3 separate regions of the Mus musculus genome follow, and regions 2 and 3 are each linked to region 1. Evidence: chromatin contacts called from public Hi-C data. All regions are on one chromosome and are shown on one strand. Each heading gives the region's core, a stretch centred on a gene start, on an enhancer-like site or on the middle of the called end of the contact. The rest is flanking DNA. Distances are from core to core; before and after follow the strand shown. Region 1 has its middle 21 kb from the start of St3gal5. Region 2 overlaps Atoh8 (atonal bHLH transcription factor 8). Region 3 holds the start of Ptcd3 (pentatricopeptide repeat domain 3).

The links. A called contact is a pair of places that touch in the nucleus more often than the background predicts.
Region 2: a Hi-C map of uterus shows a contact between it and region 1, with 4 times the contacts expected there. The contact joins two enhancer-like sites. A contact is called at or near these places in 1 of 484 Hi-C or Micro-C datasets (uterus) and 1 of 9 other capture datasets (embryonic tail).
Region 3: a Hi-C map of uterus shows a contact between it and region 1, with 2.2 times the contacts expected there. The contact joins the promoter of Ptcd3 here to the enhancer-like site in region 1. A contact is called at or near these places in 2 of 484 Hi-C or Micro-C datasets (bone marrow-derived macrophages and uterus), 5 of 115 datasets of contacts at active chromatin or transcription factors (bone marrow-derived dendritic cells, bone marrow-derived macrophages, embryonic limb bud and 2 more) and 2 of 9 other capture datasets (adipose tissue and liver).

The regions. Positions count from the first base shown.
Region 1 is chr6:72,075,253-72,078,536 of GRCm38.p6, reverse strand. No RefSeq gene overlaps it. Among named protein-coding and RNA genes, the nearest start is that of St3gal5, 21 kb to the left of the region's middle. Within about 2 kb of position 2,011, at least 14 of the 459 cell types and tissues checked have an H3K27ac peak or open chromatin away from gene starts, as enhancers often do. A contact at or near this core is called in uterus, where this site is marked.
Region 2 is chr6:72,214,543-72,218,202 of GRCm38.p6, reverse strand. All of the region lies in intron 2 of Atoh8 (atonal bHLH transcription factor 8), which reads left to right. Among named protein-coding and RNA genes, the nearest start is that of Gm52906, 15 kb to the left of the region's middle. RefSeq lists an enhancer at 1-3,017. Within about 2 kb of position 1,267, at least 146 of the 459 cell types and tissues checked have an H3K27ac peak or open chromatin away from gene starts, as enhancers often do. A contact at or near this core is called in uterus, where this site is marked.
Region 3 is chr6:71,907,274-71,911,038 of GRCm38.p6, reverse strand. It overlaps Ptcd3 (pentatricopeptide repeat domain 3), which reads left to right and starts at 2,277. Exons shown (of 24, transcript NM_027275.3): 1 at 2,277-2,405; 2 at 3,193-3,245; 3 at 3,350-3,386. The coding sequence starts at 2,299. Polr1a (polymerase (RNA) I polypeptide A) reads right to left here and starts at 1,986. Exons shown (of 34, transcript NM_009088.3): 1 at 1,800-1,986. The coding sequence starts at 1,876.

The sequences.
Region 1 (3,284 bases), core at 762-3,261:
AATGCACCAGAGAGCACAAGTCCAGCTGGTCCTCCATGGATGGCCCACCAAGTGTTCAAAGTAACCTCTACACACTTAACCTCTCATCTAGACCTCTTCCCAGTCGTCTCCACGTTAACTACCCATCTGTTGCCTGCCACGTTCCAAAGTCCTTGGGGCTCTCTCTTCTATCTCTCTGTGTTTGTGCACGTAGGCATGCATGTGGTAACCAAAGAACAAATTCCAATGTTGATCCTCAGGCACCACCAGTCTCGTTGGTTGGTTTTATTGTTTTGTTTCTTGTTTGGAAGCTGGAGTTTTTGTTGTGTCTTTCACTGGCCTGGAAGTCACCAAGCAGGCTAGCTGGCTGACCAGCAAGCTTCAGGGATCCTTCTGTTTCTCTACCTTGCCAGAGCTGAGACTATGAGTAGGTGGTACCACACCTGTCTTGCACACATGTCTTGCGTGCATTGTGGGGATTAAACTCAGGTCCTCATACTTGAAAGGCGAATACTTTACTGACTGACCATCTGGTCAGCCCCTCTTCTACCTCTGAAGAGCCTGTGGCTTGGGGTTTGGCTTGTGTTCTTTGCTCAGTCATGTGTCTCCTCCTTTGCTTTCTTTCTTGGTTCCAGAATGCTACTGCTATCATTGTCTTCTCTCGTAAGATCTTCCCACAAAGCATCTCTTTAAGACCTTGTACATGGGGGAGTGAGTGGAGGTTTAAAGGCAGGGTTGCCATCCATTTGTGCTGCCTCAGCTTACTCTCATGCCTGTCTTTTGCCCGAGGCCATGCCGAGAGCTTGGTCGGTCTTATGTGGAATGACACGTCAGTGAGTTTTGATGAAAGCTCAGCCTCACCCAAACTGGTTCTTGCAGCAAGAAATATTTAGTGACAGAGATCAGGACAAATGGACAGCCTAAACATTGGGAATCTGGGTAGCCTAGTGTAGGCTCTCTAACTTCTATATCTTAACCACTAGCATCCTAACCATCAGCATCCTGAGATTCATTCCATCAGCATCCTAACCATTAGCATCCTAACCATTAGCATCCTTTTGCTGTTTATATGTGGCATCAATCCTGCCATTTTTGATGCTAAGGATGAGTTGGTTTTAAGCCATTTTTGTTCACCATGGTAATTAGGCTCTGCTATGATCCACTTATGTCTCTCCCTTGGATTCTCATGTGCAGTGTTTGCCTCAACCCCTCATACTCATGGGTCTGAAGAATGGTAAATACGTAGAGGAGGAGGAGGACGAGGAGGAAGGGTATGGTGATTAATCTTCACTATCAATGTGACTGGTTTAGAATGCTGAGGAGACACACCTTTGGGTGTGGGGAACATGAAGGTTAGGAATCAACATTGAGTAAAGCTGGAGAAGAGGGGAAATGAGCTGAGCATGGCCCTCCTGGCTCTCTGCTTCCAGACTGGACCCAACATGATCATCTGTATCAGGCTACCTTGCCTTTCCCACCATGCCAGACTGGACCCTCTCAACATATCAGCTAAGATGAACTCCTCCTTTCTTAATGTTGGTTTTTGTCATAGCAATGAGTAAAGTAGCTGGTATAGTTGAGAAGGTTATGAGGGAGGCCATGGCCTTCCTTGGTGGCCAACTTTTCTCCTCTAATCTCCCACAGAAAGGAGCCCAGCCAAAAGAAAACTCAGCACAAGTGAAGCGAGCTACCCCTTCCTTTCCCTCCTCCCCTGCTGCCTCGTCCTATCCAGAAAAAGGGAGCTGACATCAGCACACATTTCGGAAGGACATCCCACGGAAACAGAGGTCCTTTACTCCATGGCAACGCATTAGAGCATCTTTATAAATACACACTTTACTATGTTACTAGAATGTTGACGGACAGTGCGTTTCACTGTGCCAGTGAAGAACATCTGCTAAAAATAAAGTCTGTGAAGATCGTTTTGCCTCGTACAATTCTGAGAAAGAGTTTCCACTAACAGAGTCCAGCCCCATTCCTTCCAAAAACTGACTCTGGTTGTCCTTTGTGGACCACAAGGATATAACCACATGGGTAGGACCAAAGGCAAAACAACAGAGTTTGTGGGGGTGAGTATTCCTCCTCCCACACTGAATTATGCTGTGGTGAATGTCAGCAAATGAGGTGGAATGTCAGCATCTGAAGACAAACTGATGCTGACATCAGCCCCTCTGTGCCCATAAATACAGGAGTGTTCTGCTACTTGCTATTAATCAGTAGGATGCTGGCCAGGGTCTTGACGACCTTTGTCATTAGAATGGAAGACTGAATGGTCTGTAACTTCTTACTTTTTGCTGTTCTGTGTTAAAATACTCCCAACGAGATCACACTAAGGGAGGAAGGGTTTATTTTGAGTCACATGTTACAGTCTGCATTAGTGGGGGAGTTTGGGCAGCAGCTGGTCACTTTGCAGATCAAAGGAAGCAGAGGGAGGGTAAAGATCAATCTATCCCTTTCACACAGCCCAGGATCTCAGCCTAGAGACTGGTCCCACAGTGGGTCAGTCTTCTTATCTCAATTAACGAGATCAAGATAATCTTCCAAAGGCATTCCCAGGTGCTTATCTCCTAGGTAATTCTAGGTCTCTGGCAAGTTGACAGTTGAGATTGAACAGCATGCATAGGGTCTATGAGTTAGAAAGGCCTGGTGATCAATAGGACTCTACAGTTGGCTGAATGGTGTGCTCTTGCTGGCCTCAAACTCACTATATATTTAAGGTTGCCCTTGAACTTCTGATCTTCCTGCCTTCACCTCCTGAGAGCTGAGATTCCAACCATGCACCATCAGGATTGGTTCATATGGCTGGGGGGGGGTGTATGTGTGTGTGTAGAATCCTGGGTTTTTTCCTGCATGTCAGGCAAGCACTGTATAAACTGACCTACATTCCCAGCCCTGGATTCATTTTTCAACACCCTGTAGTTTTACCTTGCACTTGGCTCCATGAATTTCTCTAGGTAGCCATACTGATCCAGGGATGGGGCAAGCCAGAATGGTAGGAGGACTCTCTGAGGGATCGAGCAGCGAGGGTTGAACAACCACCATAAAGCATTCTAATCTCCAAATGACTGGCAGCAACTAGAATATGCCATCTAGATCTCTGTCCTACGTGTGGGTGGCTTGATGTGAGGGTCCAAGAAAGAGCCCAACATTGACTGAGACAATCCTTTGGAGAAAGGACTCCTGGGCTTGGAGAGCGAGGGTCAGGGGGATGATCTGAGCCGTGTTGGTTGTGATACTTGGATACCTCCGTCTCTGCCTGTGCCCCACTTCATTAGTCTAGATTTTGAAGAGGAGGAAACAGAGAC
Region 2 (3,660 bases), core at 18-2,517, 140 kb before region 1:
AGGATGTGGATGGTTCAGAAGGGTGGCTGTGTAGAGTTGGGGTGAAACACCCCCCCCCCCCCGAGAGCTCTACACCTCTCATGGGTGTTGCCTTCTCTGGCATGCTTAATTGTGAAGTAAACAAAACAGGATGTTGGGACGGGACAAGGTGTTAAATCCTGGCATTCGTACTTCTTCTTGGTGACCCTGGATTTGTTACTTAACCTCTTTGGTCCCCAGGACTCTCCCCCCATAAAGCAGGAACATCATACCTTCCTTTCTGCCTTGCTGAGGAGATTAAACAAAACCCTGTGTCAGAAGGGGTTGCCCTTTTCTCAGAAAGGGAATCTCTGAATGTACAGCCACAAAATGACAAGTTCATATTTAGTCCTGGGAAGGAACATCTCAAGACAGGGAAGGTACCCAGGGTGGACAGATGGGGATCTTTCAGGTTAGGGATTCTCGAATCTCTAGCACTTGAATCTGAAGCGCTGATCCTGCCCTTTAAAGTGAGGCCAGCAAGCAGCCAGTCCATAAATCCCCGATTTCAAAAGACGTGGATCTATATCAAGAAATCTAGGCAACATTTGGCTCAAAAGAATGCCAATAAACAGACCGCCATCAACAGACACCATCCATATGGTGAGGTATACTGTGCACCAAGCACTGTATCTACCATCTCTACTCCTTGTCAGTAATACTCCTGGAGTCGGAAGCAGTGCCCCCTGGCCCCCATTGCACAGAAGGGAAACTGAGGCCAAGAGAAAGCCATGTGCCTTAGGGCTAGGAACTAGGTTTCCCTTTCTTTGGTTGAAAACCCACAACCTCTTTTCCCCTGAAGATTGCCCAGGAGTGCCCCCCCACCCCCACCCCCCAGCCAGCACGCTATGGCTATGTCCTGTGCTATACCCACTTGGAACCCTTATGTAAATAGGCATCTGCAGCACGTGGAGGTTCCATTTAGCTGCAGGGAGCCAATAGCCCGCTGGTGGTGGCAAGGAGTGGGGTGGGCCTGGATTCGGGGCGGGGGAGGGGGTGTCATCAGCTTCGAGTACCCCCAGGGCTGCGCCGCCAGTGAGGCCTGACACCGGGTTAAGTCGCCTGGCGGCCTCCGGCTGCAGCTGGGAGCGCCGCCTGGTTCCCATTCGGTGCTGTGGTTTTGATTAGCTGCTGGGAGAGGCCTGCCTGCCTGCAAGTCTATGGGAGCTCCGCAGGAACAGCGGGTCCCCCCCCCCAGGCCGCCCGCCCCCCCTCCTGGCAACCCCAGACTCCAGATGTTCCGAGCGCTCGCTGGGAAGGCCTGCTGGCGCCACGGAGGGCAGAGGGCAGGGAAAGCACGCGAGCTGGAAGCCCAAGAACTCAGTCACCGCAGGCCTTGGCAGCTCGCCCAGCCCTCCGCTGGCACATTCCCCAGCTCTCCCCTGGCCATCTGTTCCCAGAAAGCCCTTTCAGAACCTCATCATCACTCAGGATACAACAGCGCGAGCAGCTGGTTTGGAGGCAACAGCGAAAACCGTGCAAAAGGTTCTTTGTGAGAGAGGAAACTCGCTTATGAATAACAGGGCTGGATGCCGTAAAACTTGGCGGCTGCAGTTCGTGTTTCTCAGGCGCCGCTGTTTGCTCTTGACTTTTTATCTCTGGTTTTTATCCACCCCCCCCCCCCCGCCACCCCCTTGTTTGCTTTCAGTGTTGTTTCTTCCTCTTCTGACACCAGGTGTCATTTCTTACTTCTTTGGAGTACCTGAAGGCCACCTAATTAGTTCTTAGGATATTGACAACTTTTTTTTTAAAGCTCAAAGCTGTTAATCCGGGGAATAGTGGACTGTTTTCCTCTGGGCTGGAAGAGACAGGCAAGCAAGAGGGTCAGGGAGTCTAATGGGAGGACAGTAGCTAAGGAGATGGTTCAATGGGTAAAGGGCTTGCTATGAAAAGGTGAGGACCAGCGTTCCCACCCCAGTAGACTCATAAAAAACTGAGTGTGGCAGCATGTGACAATGAAATGACAAGGTTCAGGGAGAAACCCTGTCTCAAAAAGAAAGGAAATATTGTCCAGAGGTAAGTGAGGAAGATACTCTGATGTTTGTCCTTGTGTACGTGTGCGTGTGTCTGGATGTGTGTCTGGATCAGTGTGGCCAGGTCCTGACCTGTAATTGCTGAGGTCATCTTCAAAAGTGTGGCCTGGTAACTTGTCATGGTTGGAGTTCTAACCAAATAGTAGCATTGAGCTGCAAAGTCATCCCACTGTTACCCTGACTGACCCCAGCTTCCAGAAGAAGCAAGCACTGTGTCTGCAGGGGCTGGGGTGAGACCTGCAGAAGACAGAGGAGGGAAGAGACAGAGACACATCCATTGGCTCATCAGAGGGGCGGCACAGAGGAGCTTTTGGGAGAACAGTGGTAGCCGTAAACACCCCAGTGCCTGGGCCCCCACAGCTGACTGAGGCATGACGTGAGGCCTTTTTAAAGAACCGGCTGCCGCCACTGTCGCCAAAGGCTTCTGGGACATGTCTGCTCAGAATCTGGGCACCTTCTGGGAACAGTCACCAGGTGGCCTGTCCTGGGCTGTGGGATCCTGGGGCAGGACTAGCAGCTGGGATGAAAAGAGAGAGAAGCAGGGATTCCTGTCTTCCTGGTACCCCTTGAGACAGGGAATGGGGTCAAGACTGCCCCGGAGTGGATGGCCAGGGTGTGCTTCTGGTATTAGTGCTGTGATGGGTTTGGGGCAGGGGACAGGGGACAGGGTTTTCCTTCCTCAGGTCCCTGCATTTCTCTGTCATTAGCTCCCTTCCTGCTGTCCCTTCAGACCCCAGAGCCAGCAGGCCCCTCACTTAGCAGTATGAAGTGACTGCCAGTGGCTTGCTTTTCCCAAGCCTCCCATTTGGGTCCCGTTTCTTCTGTGCTTTCTTCAAATCCCTCACCCCTTTCTTCCTGTCTTTTCCACTGTTTTCCACCCACCTACACTTGGGCAGACAGGGCAGGACCAAACGTTTATTTTATCATAATTTCAGGGTCATTAATCTCATGTCCAGAGAGGCTTGGCGCCAGCCCTTGGGCCCTCCCTGTGTGGCTTCTGGTGGCGGGGGGAGTCGGGGTCTCAGTGGTGCTTTGGGGACCATGAGATCTTGTTCAAGAGTCTCAGGCTTGGCTGGAGAGTGGTTTCAGAAGTTAAGAGCACTGGCTCATCTTCCAGAGGGCCAGGGTTCAGTCCACAGCCCCCACATATTCTCCATAGGCATAGGTCAGACTCAACAGAACACCCTACTGTCTGTACCCTGACCCCTGTTGACCCAGACGCAGCCACCTGGGTATCTTGTCCCTTGTATCTCAGTGTTCACAGAGCGCCTGGCCAGGAGCTCCTGCTTCGTGCACATGTTTGCTTGTTTATTATAACTGTGTTCCTAGCCATTTGATCTCGCTCTGCCTTACTTTGACCCATTGAGGAAGGCCCAGTTTCTCCATGAAGCCCCCACCCCCCCGCCCCAATCTCTCCTCCAGTTTCTTCATGGGTCCTGGAGAGCAGCCTGTTCCTGCTCTGGGGATCCATGTTTCTTTTTCTTTGCTCCCCATGACTACACAGTGGCTGCCATAGTTTCAAGGCACTTCATTCTCAACAAGACCAGGATGACGGCTTCTTTTCATTAGTGCAGTCTGTCCTAGATAGATCCCTCCTTCTCTGAGGACT
Region 3 (3,765 bases), core at 1,028-3,527, 170 kb after region 1:
CGGAACTCACAGGTTGAGAACTGCCGTCCTACAAAAGTTTCCCTTGATGAGACAGTGCTGAAAGTTTGGGATCTGGCACTAAACAATTAATGCTCCTTTTAGTCAAGTTAGAACTGGTAGCCTTCCATCTCCTTCGGAGTAAAGGCTATGCCCTTAAAATGACATGGGGGTTGGGGGTGGGGGTTCCTGGTCTCTACCTCACTTTATTCCAGTCACCTTGGCCCCTTGCTGTTCCTAAAAACCACAGGCGGTGAAGGACTTAAATATTCATAGTGCCACTGAATATTCACAAAAGCTCAAAAACATATGAAAAGATGTGTGCATTCTTCAAATCATTGCAAGTCAAAACCACAGTGAGATACCATAACCCATCAGTGTATGATCAAAACAAACACACAAACCAAACACACAGCTAGAAAGGACTTGGAGAAGAGGGAGTCTTTATGTATGATTGATGGGAACATACGATGGTGCTGAAATTATGAAAAACTGAATTAACTTCCTCAAAAGGTTAAAAATGGCATTAATGTCTAAACCAGGAATTCTGAGTCTGGGTGTGTACACACTTTAATAGAAGCCTCATTCACAATTGCCAAAAATTGGAAATAGCCCAAATGTCCATCAGCAGATGAGCTGATGAATCGGCATGTACGCGCGCGCGCACACACACACACATCTATCTATCTATCTATCTATCTATCTATCTATATCATGTTCTATTTACTTAACCCTAAAAAGGAAGGAAGTTCTGATCTATTTATCTATCTATCTATCTATCTATCTATCTATATCATGTTCTATTTACTTAACCCTAAAAAGGAAGGAAGTTCTGATCTATTTATCTATAATTTTGAGGACAGTATGCTAAATGCATTGGCCAGTTACAAGAAGTCGGGGCTGACTGACTCCTTTTACTTGAATAGGGGCCTGAACAGTCAGAATAACTGAAATAGAAAGTAGACAGGTGGTTACCATGCGGCAGGGGCAGGGAAATGAAGACTGACTGATTACATATGGAGATTGCAATGGCAAGATGTGTCCTAGAGGGGGTAGTGCTGATGTTACCAGTGTGGTCTACCTTTTTGTTTGTTTGTTTTTTTATTTTTCGAGACGGGTTTTCTGTGTCCACGAAGCTCTGGAACTGACTCTGTAAGACCAGATTGGCCTCGAACCCACAGAGATCCTCCTGCCTCTGTCTCCTGAATGCTGGGAGGGTTTGTTTTGTTTTGTTTGTTTTTTCAAGACAGGGTTTCTCTGTGTAGTCCTGGCTGTCCTGGAACTCACTCTGTAGACCAGGCTGGCCTCGAACTCAGAAATTCGCCTGCCTCTGCCTCCCAAGTGCTGGGATTAAAGGCGTGCGCCACCACTGCCCGGCAATGCTGGGAGTTTTTAATGCATGTTGAGTTATTAATGGGAGTCTAAGAAGCGTGTATGCTATCGTGATCAAAAAGCATTAGAGAAGAGTCCCCAGGACTTCATAGCCAGGGTCTTGATCCAAGATTTAAAAGTTCATCATCGCTTGGACCAGAGGAGACTAATTAGGAAGTTGATAAGCGTGTGATGTAATGTGATTATAAATGACATAAAACTAGTTGATTAATGAGGAAGATGAACAGATGAAAATGCAGCAAGCGCATTCCTTCCCATTACCAGCAAGCAAGCACTAGGCAGCCAGCCCCCCACCCCCCACCCCGACCCCGCCGCCCCCGGACTGGCTCGGCTCAAAGCCTTCTGGGAATCGTAGTTCCCAGCTCCAACTTCCACAACCCTGTTCTACACGCATCCCACTAACTCCTTACTTGAGCTCTTCGGCCGAATACATTCCGAAGGAAATGCCCTGAAGCCGCCTCCATGGTGTGTGCTTGGAGGCCAGCATCTTCCGAGTCAGTTTTGAGGTCCGTCACTACGAGAGAAGTTCCAGTCAGCCGCAGAGAACGCCACTTGAGTCTTGTAGCGCAGAGCCACCATGTGTTTTTCCACTGCGCTTGCGTGCGAGAACCGCGGCTTGGCAAATTGGCTTGGACGAGTTCATTTTTGCTTTCGGGGTGGGTAAGGAGTGGAAGAAAACTGTCTCAAAACCCTCCTTCAGTTTAAAAGCAAAATTACACAGGAGACTTTAGAACAGCATTTCAAGTAAGTTTATTCGAGGTGAACGATGTGTACTGAGCGTTCCGCTGCTAGTCTAGCCAAACAGGACCTTGTGACCACCCGTTTGGAGATGAGACGTTCCACGCCAGCCCCGCCCCTCGACCCTGGAGGCGGAGGTCGTTCCCGACGTGCTCCGCGAAGAGTCCAAAGATGGCGGCGGCGGCGGTTGCAGCTCGCCGCCTGTCCTTTCGCAGCGGGCTTGTCTTGCTGCAGACCACTCGGGGGACGGGTGTGTGTGAACCGAAGGTCTGTTGCAGGTAAGAAGACCCAGAGTCATTTTGGTCTTGCATTTCCCTGAGAGTCGTGAAAGTAGGTAAGATGCAAAGGCATTTGTATGGTCGAGGCCCGGCCCTCTCAAGGGTAACACGAGGTAGCGTCGTATTTAGTGATCTTTAGATCTGCGAGTTCGGGAATTCTTTCGGAAAATTTTTATTGGTTGGTTGCAATACTATGTATAGCCAAAATTACCCTTTAAACTAGGGCCCTGTTCTCGTGAAGTTTACATTTCCGTGAGTGCCGCTACAAGCCCCTACACAAATTTCTTTATCACCCCCCCCCCTTATTCATTTTAACCCTGCAAAAAAGAAAGGGCAAAGTAACAGATCTTTCACAAATAAAGGGCAGGCTAATATTACCAGTATGGACTGAACGTTATGAGAACCTTCAGCTAAGAATAAGCTAAGACTTTAGTAAAAGCAGAAAGCCTTAAAACGTCTGACCCCATTCTTTCCATCTGGTGGTGTTGCAAATACTTATGTAATTTCTTTGTACATCCTTCATGCAGTGGCCTGGTGGAAATAGGAGGTGGTTTTAAGTCAGTTGTAGAGTGGATAATTAGCTCATACGATGTCTTTGGACCAATACAAAAAAATAAATAAAACTGGGTTACAAGTTTACACTACATCTAAATGCCTCTATAAATGTGGCTCAGAATGTGTGCATGCGGGTGGAGCTGAGTCAGCAGAGCTAGCGGTAGGAGCTGAGCTGAGGCCATCAGGGAGCAGTGCTAACAGTGGGATTTTTGTTGTTTTGTTTTTAATGCAGATTTTATGCTGGAACTGAATCCCTCCCAAAGGTTGAAGGATCAGATATAACAGGTATTTTTAAAACTATGGAAATAGAAGTTTTTAAAAATGAAAAGACATTGTATTTCTTTGTGTTGTTAGAAAATTGTTTATTTTTATTTTTTTTTCTACATAAGGGATTGAAGAAATAGTCATTCCAAAAAAGAAAACATGGTGAGTATTTTGCTATTCACTTACCAGGTGATTGGGTATTTACTGTAAATAAAACATAAGGATTTAAATAGTGCCTAGCACATAGACAAATACCATGTTAGCTGTTATTTTTTAAGTCTTGTTATATAATTTTATGTGTAAACTATACATTTAATTTATAAGTGAACTATTAGGTGTACTTTTGTTTCATTTGGAGTGGCTATTTGATATCATTGTATAAATATGATTAGATTCATTTGTTTCCCTGCATAAGAATAGGAACAGTGGCTGACCATGGTACCATACTCCTTTAGTCTCAGGAGGCAGAGGCACAGGGATCTCTGCATAGTAGGACTAGTGTACCTACTGAGTTCATACAGTAATGCCCTGTCTTTAGAAA